Linked DNA regions of Mus musculus: all the other regions are linked to region 1. The links are chromatin contacts, called in public ChIA-PET and promoter capture Hi-C maps. All regions are on one chromosome and are shown on one strand. Each heading gives the region's core, a stretch centred on a gene start, on an enhancer-like site or on the middle of the called end of the contact. The rest is flanking DNA. Distances are from core to core; before and after follow the strand shown. Region 1 holds the start of Gna12 (guanine nucleotide binding protein, alpha 12). Region 2 has its middle 21 kb from the start of Gm38730. Region 3 overlaps Lfng (LFNG O-fucosylpeptide 3-beta-N-acetylglucosaminyltransferase). Region 4 holds the start of Card11 (caspase recruitment domain family, member 11).

Region 1 (3,026 bases), core at 312-2,811:
ACCGTGAGCTGGGGTGATCCCTTAGTGGGTACAGCATTGGCTTCAAAGGAGTGAGGACCTGTGTTCAGATTCGCTAGAATCCACACACAGCCAGACGCAGTAGCAGGCATCTGTACTCCAAGCAAGATGGGAAGTAGAGATGGGCTATCTTCAGTTTCTGAGCCAGCTACCCCAGCATATGCAATGGCAAACAATAAGAAACCCTGCCTCACACAAGGTGGAAGGCAAGGGCCAACACCAAAGGTTGTCTTCTGTTTGTAATAGAAAGTGGGATATGGAACAGGTACACATATTGAAAAAAAACATTTTGAGACAGAGTCAAGCTTTAGTCCAGGCTGGCCTCAAATTCCATATTTTCCTGTCTCGGGCTCTCTCAATACTGGGATTATATCACACAAGCTTGACCTCCTCTTGCAACATCATCTCTAGCCAAGATGGTGAGAGAGTTACTATGTAGCCCTGGCTGGCTTCAAACTCATCTCAATTCTCTTGCTTCTGTAATGATTCTCCATGCAGCACCAACACCCTTCAGACACCACACTTCAGACCACTATTCCACATCAAACTGCCTGAGTGATTATGACAAACACAGATGTGTGTGTGCGCGCTCGTGCATGTGTGTGCAAGTGTGTGTGTGTGTGTGTGTGTGTGTGCGCGCGCCAGTGCACATACATACAAAGGCCAAGAAGTCGCTCAACTGCCTCCCCTCTGTAACGTTTCAAACAGCTTCTCTCACTGAACCTTAAGCTTATCATTGGGGCTAGGATAGCTGCACAGCAAGTTACTGGAATTGGTCTTATCTTGGGTTTTGAGAGGTGGGGTTACAGGCACAACTGGAAATTTGAACTCATGTCCTCACACTTTCACAGTTCTTTCCCACTGAACCATCTCCCCTTAATCATATTTTAAGAAAGTGCCTAGGGAGACCCATACAATAATTTTGTTTGTTTGTTTTCTCCTTATTTGGGGCCCATGTAACACTCAAAGCAGCTTTTGTTTGAAAATGATGACCCACCCTGCTTCAATGTTTTTGGAAGGAAAACGACTGAGCTTTCTCCCTAAACTTAAGAGCAGGAGGACCTCATCGCTATTTCCCAACTTTGCAGCCACATCTTGGGCTCACAGCCGGACCAACCTGGGAATCAAGGCAGAGAGTCACTCTGTACACCTGGCACTTTTGGCCTCGCCCCATTTCCCACAACTTCCAATCCCAAGCGTAGTTATTGTGACTGACAAACGATCAGAGCACTTCTAATTGGTTGCGAAGGGCTTCAGCTCCTCCTCCTCAATGGCCCCACCTCCCTTTCATTCTGAAAGAAAGAAGTTTGCTCAGCAGTCCAATAAGAAGCTCCCTCATCGAAAAGATCCCGCCTTTTTCGGCACCGGCTCCGCCCCAAGGACCACAGGAGTGCCCGCCTCCTCCAAGGCACGCTTGTCCAGTAAAAAAGCGCGCTGCCCAAGATAGAAGACTTCCCAACCAATAAAAGAGTTTCTGCGCGGCGCCGCCCCGCCCTCCGCGCCTTCCCCTCCGCCCCTCAGCCGGCCCGGCGAGTGAGGGCCTCGGGGCGGCGGCGGCGGACGCAGCCTGAGGGAGCGGCGGGCGGGGCGGCGCCTGGCCCGGCAGGGCCGCGCCGGCTGAGGGGCGTCCATGGCGCGCGGGCCCCAGCGGGGCGCGGCCGCGGCCTGAGGGCGGCCATGTCCGGGGTGGTGCGGACCCTTAGCCGCTGCTTGCTGCCGGCCGAGGCCGGAGCCCGCGAGCGCAGGGCGGGCGCGGCGCGCGACGCGGAGCGCGAGGCCCGACGGCGCAGCCGCGACATCGACGCGCTGCTGGCCCGCGAGCGGCGCGCGGTGCGGCGGCTGGTCAAGATCCTGCTGCTGGGCGCCGGCGAGAGCGGCAAGTCCACCTTCCTCAAGCAGATGCGCATCATCCACGGCCGGGAGTTCGACCAGAAGGCGCTGCTGGAGTTCCGCGACACCATCTTCGACAACATCCTTAAGGTGACGCGCGGCCCCGCCCACACACACCTGGTCCAGGTGGCGCGCGGGCCCCGCCCCCTTTGTTCTCCACGGACCCGCGACCCTGCCACCCGGCGCCCCTCCCTTCCAATAGGGACCTCAAGCAATGCAGTTGGGGTTACTCCCGTGACCTCCCAGGGGCGCGATAGATTTGCAGAGCCCTGGACGCTTGGGGACCGTGGGAATGCAAGCTGGACCACTCTCAGGGACTTGGGTTACAAATAGGGTGTTAGGGCTGGACACGTGGATTGAGGGTCGCCAACTCTCCCTGTCCCTCCAGCATGCAAAGTTTATAGTGTAGGTTGGAGGACATCAGCCTTCGTTTTTTATTTGTAAATGAGAATTGACCATTTTATTCCCCCCACCACACACACACACACACATTATATCATATACCCCAGACTGGCCTTGAACTCACTCTGTAGCTAAGAATGACCTTGAACTCCTGATCCTTTCTCTCCTCAACTTCTCAAATCCTGGAATTACAGAGGAGGAGGGCGCTGTGTCACCATACTTTGTTCGTGTAGTGCTGGGATTGAATCCAGAACTTCATGCGTGCTAGGGAGGACATTACTAACTAGACTAAGTTGCCAGTGTTTGTATTTTTGAGATAGGGAGTCATGAAGCCCAGGCTGGCCTTGCCATGTAGACAAGGCTGACCTTAAACTCCTTATCCTTCTGACCCGTCTCCCCAGTGGTAGGATTACAGGCATGTGCCACCCATACTTTGTTCTTTAAACCTTTTAGTATGGTGATTTAACATACACACCAAGTTAGGTGAGATGTTAGAAGGAGCTTCGAGACACCCACTACCCAGCATTGAAACAAGGGTCAGTTCTGTGCCAATCGTGTTCGTCCCTAACCACCTCCCTACCTGTACCCCCGGCCTCACCCCGACCCCAGTCTCCAAGTTAATCCAAGATATATAGTTGTATTAGAAAACATCTTGGTATGTGACACTAAACCTGCTTTAAAAGCATATGTACAGGACCATTATAGAACTAAAAAAA
Region 2 (3,026 bases), core at 157-2,656, 210 kb before region 1:
ATCTTACTTGTGAACTCTTTCAGACTCTCTCATCTCTGGTGTTTCAGTCTTGGGGGCCCCAAATTAGCCAGCATAGGCCAACACATTACATTAGTACCTGAGCTCAGACACTCAATGCCCATGTAGAAAAGTCCGGGCCTAGTGTCACTTGCATGTAGCTCAGTGCTGGGGTGGATGGAGATGCTTGGTGGATGGATACCTGGGCTTGCTGGTGGTTGGCCTAGCCTACACAGGCAGTTCTAAGGAGTGAGAGAATTTGTCCTAATAGTTAAGGTGGCCAGGCACTAAGGACTGCCACCTAAGGTTGCCCTCTGCCCTCCACACACACACACTCTCGCACACACACGCACATGCACAAGCACACATGCACTTGAGCACATACGGACATTCATGCACACACACACACACACACACACACACACACACACACACTCATCCACACATAATCACAATTATCACTGAAAGCACCTAGCTTACAGGCTCAACCCCTTATCCTGCTTCTGCAGCCTCCGATTCTTATCTGTGGGAAATCACAAGGTCCTGTGGTATCAGGATCCCACCCCCGACCCCAGGCAGAGGTAGCTGCTGAAACAGGAAGTGTTTATCCACACAGTAAGACCGAGACCGCCAGCAAAAGCTGAGGAGAAAAGTAAAGAAAAGTGTGCGTGCTGCGTGGACTGATTTTCATAAAATTAACATCATAGTGTATAATAATGCTCCCAATATAACGTCTTTTCCCAATTAATATTTATAACCTTGCACGGATTAAATCATACTTTTGTGATTATGTTAATCATCATTTTTAAGCCTTATTCAGGGCCAAAGATAACAGCTGGCTGCGCTTTTTGCTTTGTTTTGTTTCCTTTTCTTTTTGAGACAGTCTTCCTACATAGCCCAGGCTAGCCTCAAATTCTCAATCTTTTCGCTTTGGCCTCCAGTGTGTGGAGATTACAGGCACATGCTGTAGTGCCTGGCTTTTTCTTTTGTTGGCTTTTGTCTTTAGAAAGTTCTAGTGACATTCCAAATTCTTCCAAGAGAGAGAGCCATTGTGACTTTAATAATGGTGACACACGTTCACATAGGCATCTGCCCCTGAAACTGAAGTCTTCTTAGACACCTGGTTCCAAAAGGTTTCAGGTTTTTATGATTCTTTCTAGAAGTGTCCCTCTTTTGCACACATTAAACATAATTGAAATGGGAGACGCATCCACTCGGCACCCACGCCCTCCTGAACCTCTGTCTCACGGCAGGACCGTTGCCTCCTGGGATAAGGGTCTTCAGCAAGCATGAGAGACCAGCGTGCCCAGCAGGCTAGTGCAGGCAGAGTTACATCCTGCACGCTGCCCGTCTGCTCTCCCAACTGCTCAGCTATGGGCTCCATCCGACACCCTAGCTTTGTTCGCAGAAGCTGCACACTCCACCCCTCAGCACAGGAAGTAGAGCACGAAGCTGCATCAAGTCTGTGGGCTGGCAGTGGGCAAACCTCACGGCTCTTCCTTTCCCAGCAACAGATTCTTTTTCTTCGTCCTTTTAAGGACTGAAGAGATGGCTTAGTTCCTGTGTAAGCGCAAGGACCTGCGTTTGGATCCTCAGCTCCCACGGTGCACCTCAAAGTGCTCAGAAAAAAAAAAAAATCTGCTGCGTGCTCGGCCCTAAATGGGGCATCTATATCCAACCCTCCTACATGATTCAGGGAACATCATGGAAGCCAGGCAGAAGATGAAGAAGAGAGTTGTGAAACACTGGCTTCTGGACATGACCATGGTACCCGTGAACCCACAGCTGCTGTGGTTACCTGCGCACAGACAAGCCCGACATCATTCCAGCATGGATTGGGGAGGAGCTCACAGGCTCCACCCTCATCCATGATTGGCAGCTGATTGCTGCAAGGGGAGGGAGTCAGTTATAGTCAAAGACAGCAAACGCTTCTGCCTTACACACATGGGTAGGAGCTGCCATAACTGGATTCAGCCTGTTGTAACAAAATAAGAACACATAAAGTTGGGAGGGGGACATAATAGGGGGTCTTGGAAAAGGGAATTAGAGGGTGGATAGGATCAAAATGTCTTGTAGACGTGCATGCAACTCCCAGAGAATAAGTAATATTAGATATACTTAAAGCCAGGTGTCAAGCATTCCTCTTTAACTGCAGCACAGAGGGATACAGAGGCAAGTGGACTCCTGAGGCTCACTGGCCAGCCAGCTCTCGGCTCAGTGAAAGATCCTGCCTTAAGAACTAAGGTGAAGCACAACCAATGCAGGAAGACACTTAACCATCAACCTCCACACATGTGCACATACATGCATGCACACTTGCACACACATCAGCACATGCATATGTGGAGGAAAGATCGCATGACCCCTCTGCTGAATCCTGCGTTAGCCAGGCCTGCTATGAGACAGTACCACCAGCCAGGCAGCTCAGTAGTAACATGTCATGCTGTTGGGGGGTTGGGGGTGGGGTGGGGTCTGAAGTCCAAGGTCAAGGGGTCTCAGCTTGGTTCCTACGGAGGACTGGAAAGCAAGAGGTATGTCTTCCCATCTCTGTCACTTGACAACAATCTTTGATGACCCTTGACTTGTGCACTTAAGGGAGGCAGCTCACAACTCCAGGGTACTGTTCATCACAGCAGGAAGACAATGCATGGATGTAAAGCAGCTAGGAACATCCCATCCAGTCCGGAGGAGAGAAATGATTGAAGACGTGCCTAACAGTCAGACAGTTCTCTACCCTTACACATGCCGGCTCCAAACCAAGGGCTGCTGCTGGCCACTCAGACTGGGGCTTGGCACATGAGTTAAGGCAAATCAAGACAAGCCCTGACCCAAACCACCTGCTGCTCAGCTCCCTTTAACTTAAGCGCAAGATCGGATCTAGATAATCATCCCTCATGGAGCCAATTCTCCCAGGTGATCCTAGACTGTATCGCTGGACAATTAACAACTGACCTTGCACAGGGAGACAGGAATGCTGGGACTCAGCTGCCTCCTTTAGCCTCAGTCCAGGACCCCGCCCCATAGGGCGG
Region 3 (3,026 bases), core at 159-2,658, 210 kb after region 1:
TAAATTTTTTTTGTTGTTTTGGTGGGGGAGAGGTCAAGGCTGGGGTCAGGTGGCCCTAGGAGAATGTGCCACAGGCTAGGCCAATGGGTCTGACAAATTGCTGTCTGCCCAGGGCCTTCTGCTTCCTCTTGAGACCTCATGAGGCCCAGAACAGAGGCTGAAGCCACCCAGCGGGCTCTGACTTCTACCATCAGAGGTCCAGCCTCAGGGAGAGACGAAATGGCTTTGCTCACTGCCCTTCCCAGCCTTCTCCTCACCAGGTCCCTCCAAACCCCACCCTGGGGTGCATTTGTCTGGGCTGTGCCAAGCTTGAACACCCACAAACACATGCTGACTTCTGCTCACACGCTGTGGTTTTGGCCTTCCGGCTCCAGCAGTGAGGCACCTCTTCCAGGAAGTCAGCCCTGCTGACCCCAGAGGGGAGGGAAGTTCAGAGAGGGAAGTTGAAAGCTTCAACCCTACCCTGCCACCCTCTCCCAGACCCAGCTCATCTCGAGAGAGGAAGCTGGGTGCCTTCCTGCTTCTGCACCCTCCCTGACACCCTAGAGCTTGCGTGGTGTGCAGTGTTACTTTTATTGAGAGCTGGGAGGGGAGGAGCATCATTCAGTAGGTAGCCTAGGCTGGCCTTGAACTCTTGGCGATCCTCCTGCCTCTGCCTCCCCATCCCTGAGATTTACAGGCACGAGGCATCAGTGTACCTGGCGTTTTATAAACTTTTGGAAGCCCCAGGACAGGATACCTGACTGAGTAACTGACCAGAGAGGAGGGCTCCTCGCTAAGACCCTCACTGAGGCGGCCAGGCAGCCAGTCATTGGTGGCGCACGCCTTTAATCCCGGCACTTGGGAGGCAGAGGCAGGTGAATCTGAGTTCCAGATCAACCAGGACAGCCAGGCAGGCCTACACAGAGAAATTCTGTCTTGAAAAAAAATCAATTAATCAATCAGTCAGTCAGTCAGTCAGTCAGTCAGTCAGTCAGTCAGCTTGCTTCCCTCCTCAGGAGAAACTCTTCCGCCTGCTCTACCTGGGAGTTGTTGAAGCCACTGGCTAGACCCTTCCTGGGCCCTCCCTACTTGGCTTCTGTTTCTTAGATGATTTTTTTGACCTCACTTGGTAACCCATGCTGGCTCTGATCTCACGACCCTCACAATCCTCCTACCTCAACAGCCTCATGAATAATACTAGGTTAGAGACCTATGCCACCTCACTGGGTTCCCCTCCTGCTCCGTGCTGAGGTTCTGCCCTCCAGGCTCAGGACCACCCTCTGGCTCCAATCAGAATGGGAAGCTCACCCTGGCTGGGGCCCCCAGCTCCATGCCGGCGGCGAGGTTGGTGCCGCTGTACCACACCTCTGTGGCTGCCAGCTCTGTGCCAGCTGCAAGGGGCTTTTGACGACCAGAGCAGAGGGTAGCAGGCCTCTGACTCATCCAGGCAGGAAGGAGGCTCATGGCCCGTGTGCAGACTGCTCCACCGTGACCTTTCCACCCTTACAAATGTCAGCTTCCTCATCTAGAAGTAGGGCCCCAAGCCACCGCCACCAGGCCCTGTATGCCAAGGACCACGGCCACCACTGGGGATCCCCTACTCTGAAAATCCCAGGCAGCTGCCTCAGGCCTTAAAAAGCCAAACTACAAAGCCAAGGTGGGGTCAGGCTCTGGCCAGTCACCCCACAAGGCAAGAGCAGTTACCAGCAAGGGCCATGCCCAGCCCACTTGGGGGTGCTGAACCCACAGCTGTGAGCAATGTCTGGTGGAGTGCAGGACAGATCTCTAATCAAATGGTGTGGGGAAGAAGGCAAAGGACACAGGGGTGGCAGGTAATGAGGACCTAGCCCCGTGAGTCCGGGGTCAGGTCAGAGCAGGCAGCCACCTACAGAAGGGCAGCAGGTGGGCAGCACTAGCCTGCTTCTCTGTAAAGGAGCGGAAACAAGGAGACCACAGGGAAGGAGTGTGGTGAGGATCCCCCGATCAGCCAGCCTCTGTGGCTGGATTTGAGGAAGGTCCCTGAAGAGCCTCAGAAAGATCCGAGTCCTCGCCAGCTCTACCCACGAGTGAGCAGCCTGGGTACTGCCCATCCTCAGAGGATACATGACAGGTGTATCTCATGACAGATGAGAGGCCAGGCAGTGTCAGCAGAGTTGACAGGGAACGAAGATCTAGGGGGGGTGGGGGTCATCCACCTCAGCAGCCTGGCTGCCTGACTTTGGTCATCCTCATTTAGCCTGCTTTGAGCCTCAGTTTTCCTGTCTGGAAAATGGGTCTCTGGCCAGCCCCCACTAGCCACTGCACCTCCTCCAGAAAGGTCTGGACACAGTGAGGTTGACACAGGGCATGACCTGATCAAGCAGCTACCGCCATCAGCCCTGTCCAATTCCCACCTCCCAACATGGTATCAACCCATCAGAGGCACATCTACACCAAGCTGGCCATACTTCATCTATTTTAACACTAGTTTCCCTCCCAAGTCGTAAACTTGTTGAATTCTTCTTCTTTTTTTTTTTTTTTTTTTTTTTTTTTTTTTTTTTTTTTTTTTTTTTGGTTTTTCGAGACAGGGTTTCTCTATATAGTCCTGGCTGTCCTGGAACTCACTCTGTAGACCAGGCTGGCCTCGAACTCAGAAATCCCCCTGCCTCTGCCTCCCGAGTGCTGGGATTAAAGGCGTGCGCCACCATGCCCGGCTAACTTGCTGAATTCTTACCAATTGCCTTCTTCTCTATGTCATGACTGGGTCTCCCCTGCCCTCATCTGAAAGTCCCCTCGAGTTACCTTGATGGACAGGTGGCTTAGCCCCAACTCCCAAGCAAGACTAGGGCCCCTTGGGTTGCTGCAAAGAGCACCTTTATTCAGAGGAAGGACGTCACCATAGCAACAACACATCAATTCCCTGAGAGCTTTTCCCTTATCATCATTAGCTTGCCTAGTTAAGGTCTTTGCAAAAAGAACACAGAATACAGCCCAGGGGTAGGGGAGTGAGGAGTTGGGGGTGGTGGGGGTGAGGTAAGTCTTGGGGTGCTGGGGAGGGTTGGGGG
Region 4 (3,026 bases), core at 168-2,667, 170 kb before region 1:
GAATCCCCCAGTGAGGGGCTGGGGGCGTGCCTCAGTGGTAGAGCCCCTGCCTAGTCCCCCAGTGAGGGGTTGGGGGCATGGCTCAGTGGTAGAGCACCTGCCTAGAATTCCCCAGTGAGGGGTTGGGGGCATGGCTCAGTGGTAAAGCCCCTGCCTAGAATCCCCCAGTGAGGGGCTGGGGGTGTGGCTCAGTGGTAGAGGCCCTGCCTAGGATCCCTCAGTGAGGGGGGCTAGAGGTACATCTTAACAGTAGAATGCCTGCTTACTATGTAGAAGACCCTGGATTCAACCTCCATAATGCAAAACCAAAAACTAACAATGCTCCTGAATGGGCAAAGCCAGTCTCAGCTGGGACTGAGTGTGCTCCTGCTAGGTGGGACCATGACTGGAAGAGGCAGACATAGAAGTCTCGTGTTTGGATGGATCATGGTGTAGGTGTGAACTACACGTTTTTATTCAGTTGGTGAGAAGCTGTCAGCCTGGTGCATATACCCTTGTGTATCTTCATGTGCTTGAGTTGTGTTAAAGCCTGTGGATTCCTTTCTTAGCTTGCATGGAGTGGTGGGGAGTGCTCTCCTTTACAGACTGAAACATTTATAAGCGTTCTTGGTGTGCAAGCAGGAGGACCCAAGTTCAAATCCCAAGTGCTCCCACACAAAGCGGAGTGTGGCCAGGTCTGCAACCCCAAGGCTGTGGGGGTGGCAAGAGGGGGGTCACTGAGCTTACTGTCCCCCAGCCTAGCTCCAGGTCCAGCAGGACACTCAAGGGCAGAAGGCAGAGAGCAATCTGTAAAGCCAGGCACAGACAGCATCTTTCAGAAACCAGTGCACATATGCCCCCCCCCACACACACTTTAAAAAGTAATCTTAATTAATTTTTCAAAGAGTTTTCTTCTAAGGGGAGCTTATTTCTCTGAGCCTAGTGTTGGGGACCATGTGCTGTCTATTTATTTTAGGGACATATTCTTTCAGGTTCCTGGTTCCATTTCTGAGCAAACTTGACTCTCTCATGGTAGGAGTAGCTGCCCTCTTCCACATCACCCCTCCCAATGAAGAAACTCCAAATTACCCTACAAATAACTAAAAATGTAGTTACCCCTCCTAAGTCTACACTGGGACCTCGTTAATTGACAGCCCAGGCTGAACCAGCTTCACCACACTTAAAGCAGGTGGCCTGGCCACCTTGGACTCAGCACCCAGGCCCCTGACCCTGGCACACCCCTTCCCTCATTACAGCCAGGCCCCCAAAGCCTTAGGCTCAAGCTCAACCCCTCCCCCTCCTTATCTCTTTTTCTAACCTTTTGCAATTTTTTTCAAATCTCATTTCCTGTCTGGTTTTGCATTTTTCTCCCCCGCCCCTACCAGCCTATGACACACTTTCTCTCTCTCTCTTCTCTCTTCTCTCTCTCTCCCACTTCTCTCTCCTCCCCTTGAGTTTTCTGATCTCTGGACTCCTGGCGCCTCGCATCCCTACGGGTCACCAAGGCCCAGGGAGGGTGGCAGCCTCAGGCAGGTGCATGCTGGAGCCCAGAGCCCAGTGCTGGAGGAAGTTGGAGAGCAGCGTGGAGGAAGCGCCTCGCCGAGCCTGTGGAGCATGAGCACCCCAGGTAGGTGCGGCCGGGCTGGGGAAGAGAGAAGGATGTGAAGAGGCTGTGCTGTAGGGACAGCAGGGGCAAGCTGGAGGCCTTAGGGAAGGTAGCATGGAGGAGTGGTAAGGAGTCCGCTCTGCACCCTGCCCTGCCCCTCTCCCCTAGCCCTCGCTAAAGGTTTTGGACTTCACTTTGTAACTCTTGGGTCGCTAAACTGCTCCTCCCCTAGATATCACCAGAGAGGAAGGGAAGTTTGCAGGTCACAGCCCAGCCTAACTCAGAGGGTCTTGAGTAGGTGGCCTTCCTTGCTCTCCAAAGAGAGGTACCGTGTCATGGGAGACATGTCTATTGGGGTACCAATGGCCTGCTGCGTAGAGCCTCTTCCCCAAACCTGATGAGAAGGTTAAAGAGCTCTTCTGTCCCTTAGGGGTACTGAATACAGGATAGAGTGATGTATCAGCTATTACGCTGTGGGGAGCAGATGGCTCAGGACCATGGCCTAAGCCTGGACTTCCTCTCACTGTCTTAGCCAGAGGCCAGCAGCTCAGCCTTGACTTCTGTACAGCCAGTTTGATTTGTAGTTTGAAAAAAAGTTGGTTTTTTTTTTCTTGTGACATTTATGACTTTTCTGGAAGGTCTGACCTACTAGGAAGCAGGGGGAGGGGTCCCTCACTTAACATTTATTTAGTACCTGTGTATGCATAATATGTCCTGGAAATCAGTGGATGTGAATTAGTGTATGGACAGGAATTTGACTGCAGTTCTTCACCCTCATGCCTTCCCTGAACCCCACTTATCTCCTTCCTCGAGACGTCTGTAAAGAGAAAATAGATCCCTCCAGGCCTGTGATGGGTGCTTCGAGCATAAAACCAGGGAACTTCAGCTGTGCGGCATCACAGGGAAGTGGTCTACACCTATGCAGATTCTATTAGCAGAGTATCAGCAAAGCAGGCTGATGATGTCACACAGGGAGATGTCACCCCTATACCCACACCCACACCCAGCCTCAGAGACTGCACACAAAGTATCCTACCTGCAACTAAGATGAAAAAAACCACTACAGCAAATCTGCAGGTAAAACTCACATGGTTGCCAGGCACTCTGAAAGCTGAGGCTATAGGGCTGCGAATTCTAAGCTAGCCTGGCCTATAGAGAGAAAGTCTAGACAGACAAAACTCTCTTGTGAGGACGCCAATTTGATTTTATTTGAGTCAGTTGATCAGTGAGTACTTCCTGGGCCGTTCTGTACTTGACACTTGGGGGCCACAGAAAGCATGTGAAATATGAGGTTGCTTGCCCTGCGATGCCTGTCTTGATGGTAGTATGCTCTGATAACAAAGAACTCAGAGGAAGAGCATGGGAGGCAGCTGGGCTCCAGAGCTCAGCAAGGATCCCAGGCTGAGGTAAGATGGTGAGGCGCTTTCTTCTCCAATCTCTA

What was found. ChIA-PET counts read pairs in DNA pulled down with a chosen protein or histone mark. Capture Hi-C pulls out chosen DNA fragments and counts their contacts.
Region 2: an RNA polymerase II ChIA-PET map of memory CD8 T cells shows a contact between it and region 1, with 17 read pairs. The contact joins the enhancer-like site here to the promoter of Gna12 in region 1. A contact is called at or near these places in 1 of 39 promoter capture datasets (the C10 cell line) and 3 of 115 datasets of contacts at active chromatin or transcription factors (effector CD8 T cells, memory CD8 T cells and microglia).
Region 3: an RNA polymerase II ChIA-PET map of memory CD8 T cells shows a contact between it and region 1, with 92 read pairs. The contact joins the enhancer-like site here to the promoter of Gna12 in region 1. A contact is called at or near these places in 2 of 484 Hi-C or Micro-C datasets (the N1E-115 cell line and cerebellum), 2 of 115 datasets of contacts at active chromatin or transcription factors (memory CD8 T cells and microglia) and 2 of 9 other capture datasets (liver and pancreatic islet).
Region 4: a promoter capture Hi-C map of adipose tissue shows a contact between it and region 1. The contact joins the promoter of Card11 here to the promoter of Gna12 in region 1. A contact is called at or near these places in 2 of 39 promoter capture datasets (the C10 cell line and embryonic stem cells), 1 of 484 Hi-C or Micro-C datasets (B cells), 4 of 115 datasets of contacts at active chromatin or transcription factors (bone marrow-derived macrophages, effector CD8 T cells, memory CD8 T cells and 1 more) and 2 of 9 other capture datasets (adipose tissue and liver).

What each region holds. Positions count from the first base shown.
Region 1 is chr5:140,828,966-140,831,991 of GRCm38.p6, reverse strand. It overlaps Gna12 (guanine nucleotide binding protein, alpha 12), which reads left to right and starts at 1,561. Exons shown (of 4, transcript NM_010302.2): 1 at 1,561-1,998. The coding sequence starts at 1,696.
Region 2 is chr5:141,042,656-141,045,681 of GRCm38.p6, reverse strand. No RefSeq gene overlaps it. Among named protein-coding and RNA genes, the nearest start is that of Gm38730, 21 kb to the left of the region's middle. Within about 2 kb of position 1,406, at least 96 of the 459 cell types and tissues checked have an H3K27ac peak or open chromatin away from gene starts, as enhancers often do. A contact at or near this core is called in effector CD8 T cells, memory CD8 T cells and microglia, where this site is marked.
Region 3 is chr5:140,615,338-140,618,363 of GRCm38.p6, reverse strand. Lfng (LFNG O-fucosylpeptide 3-beta-N-acetylglucosaminyltransferase) reads right to left here. Exons shown (of 8, transcript NM_008494.3): 8 at 2,819-3,026. Among named protein-coding and RNA genes, the nearest start is that of Lfng, 9.5 kb to the right of the region's middle. Within about 2 kb of position 1,408, at least 166 of the 459 cell types and tissues checked have an H3K27ac peak or open chromatin away from gene starts, as enhancers often do. A contact at or near this core is called in the N1E-115 cell line, liver, memory CD8 T cells and 1 more, where this site is marked.
Region 4 is chr5:140,998,987-141,002,012 of GRCm38.p6, reverse strand. It overlaps Card11 (caspase recruitment domain family, member 11), which reads left to right and starts at 1,417. Exons shown (of 25, transcript NM_175362.2): 1 at 1,417-1,606.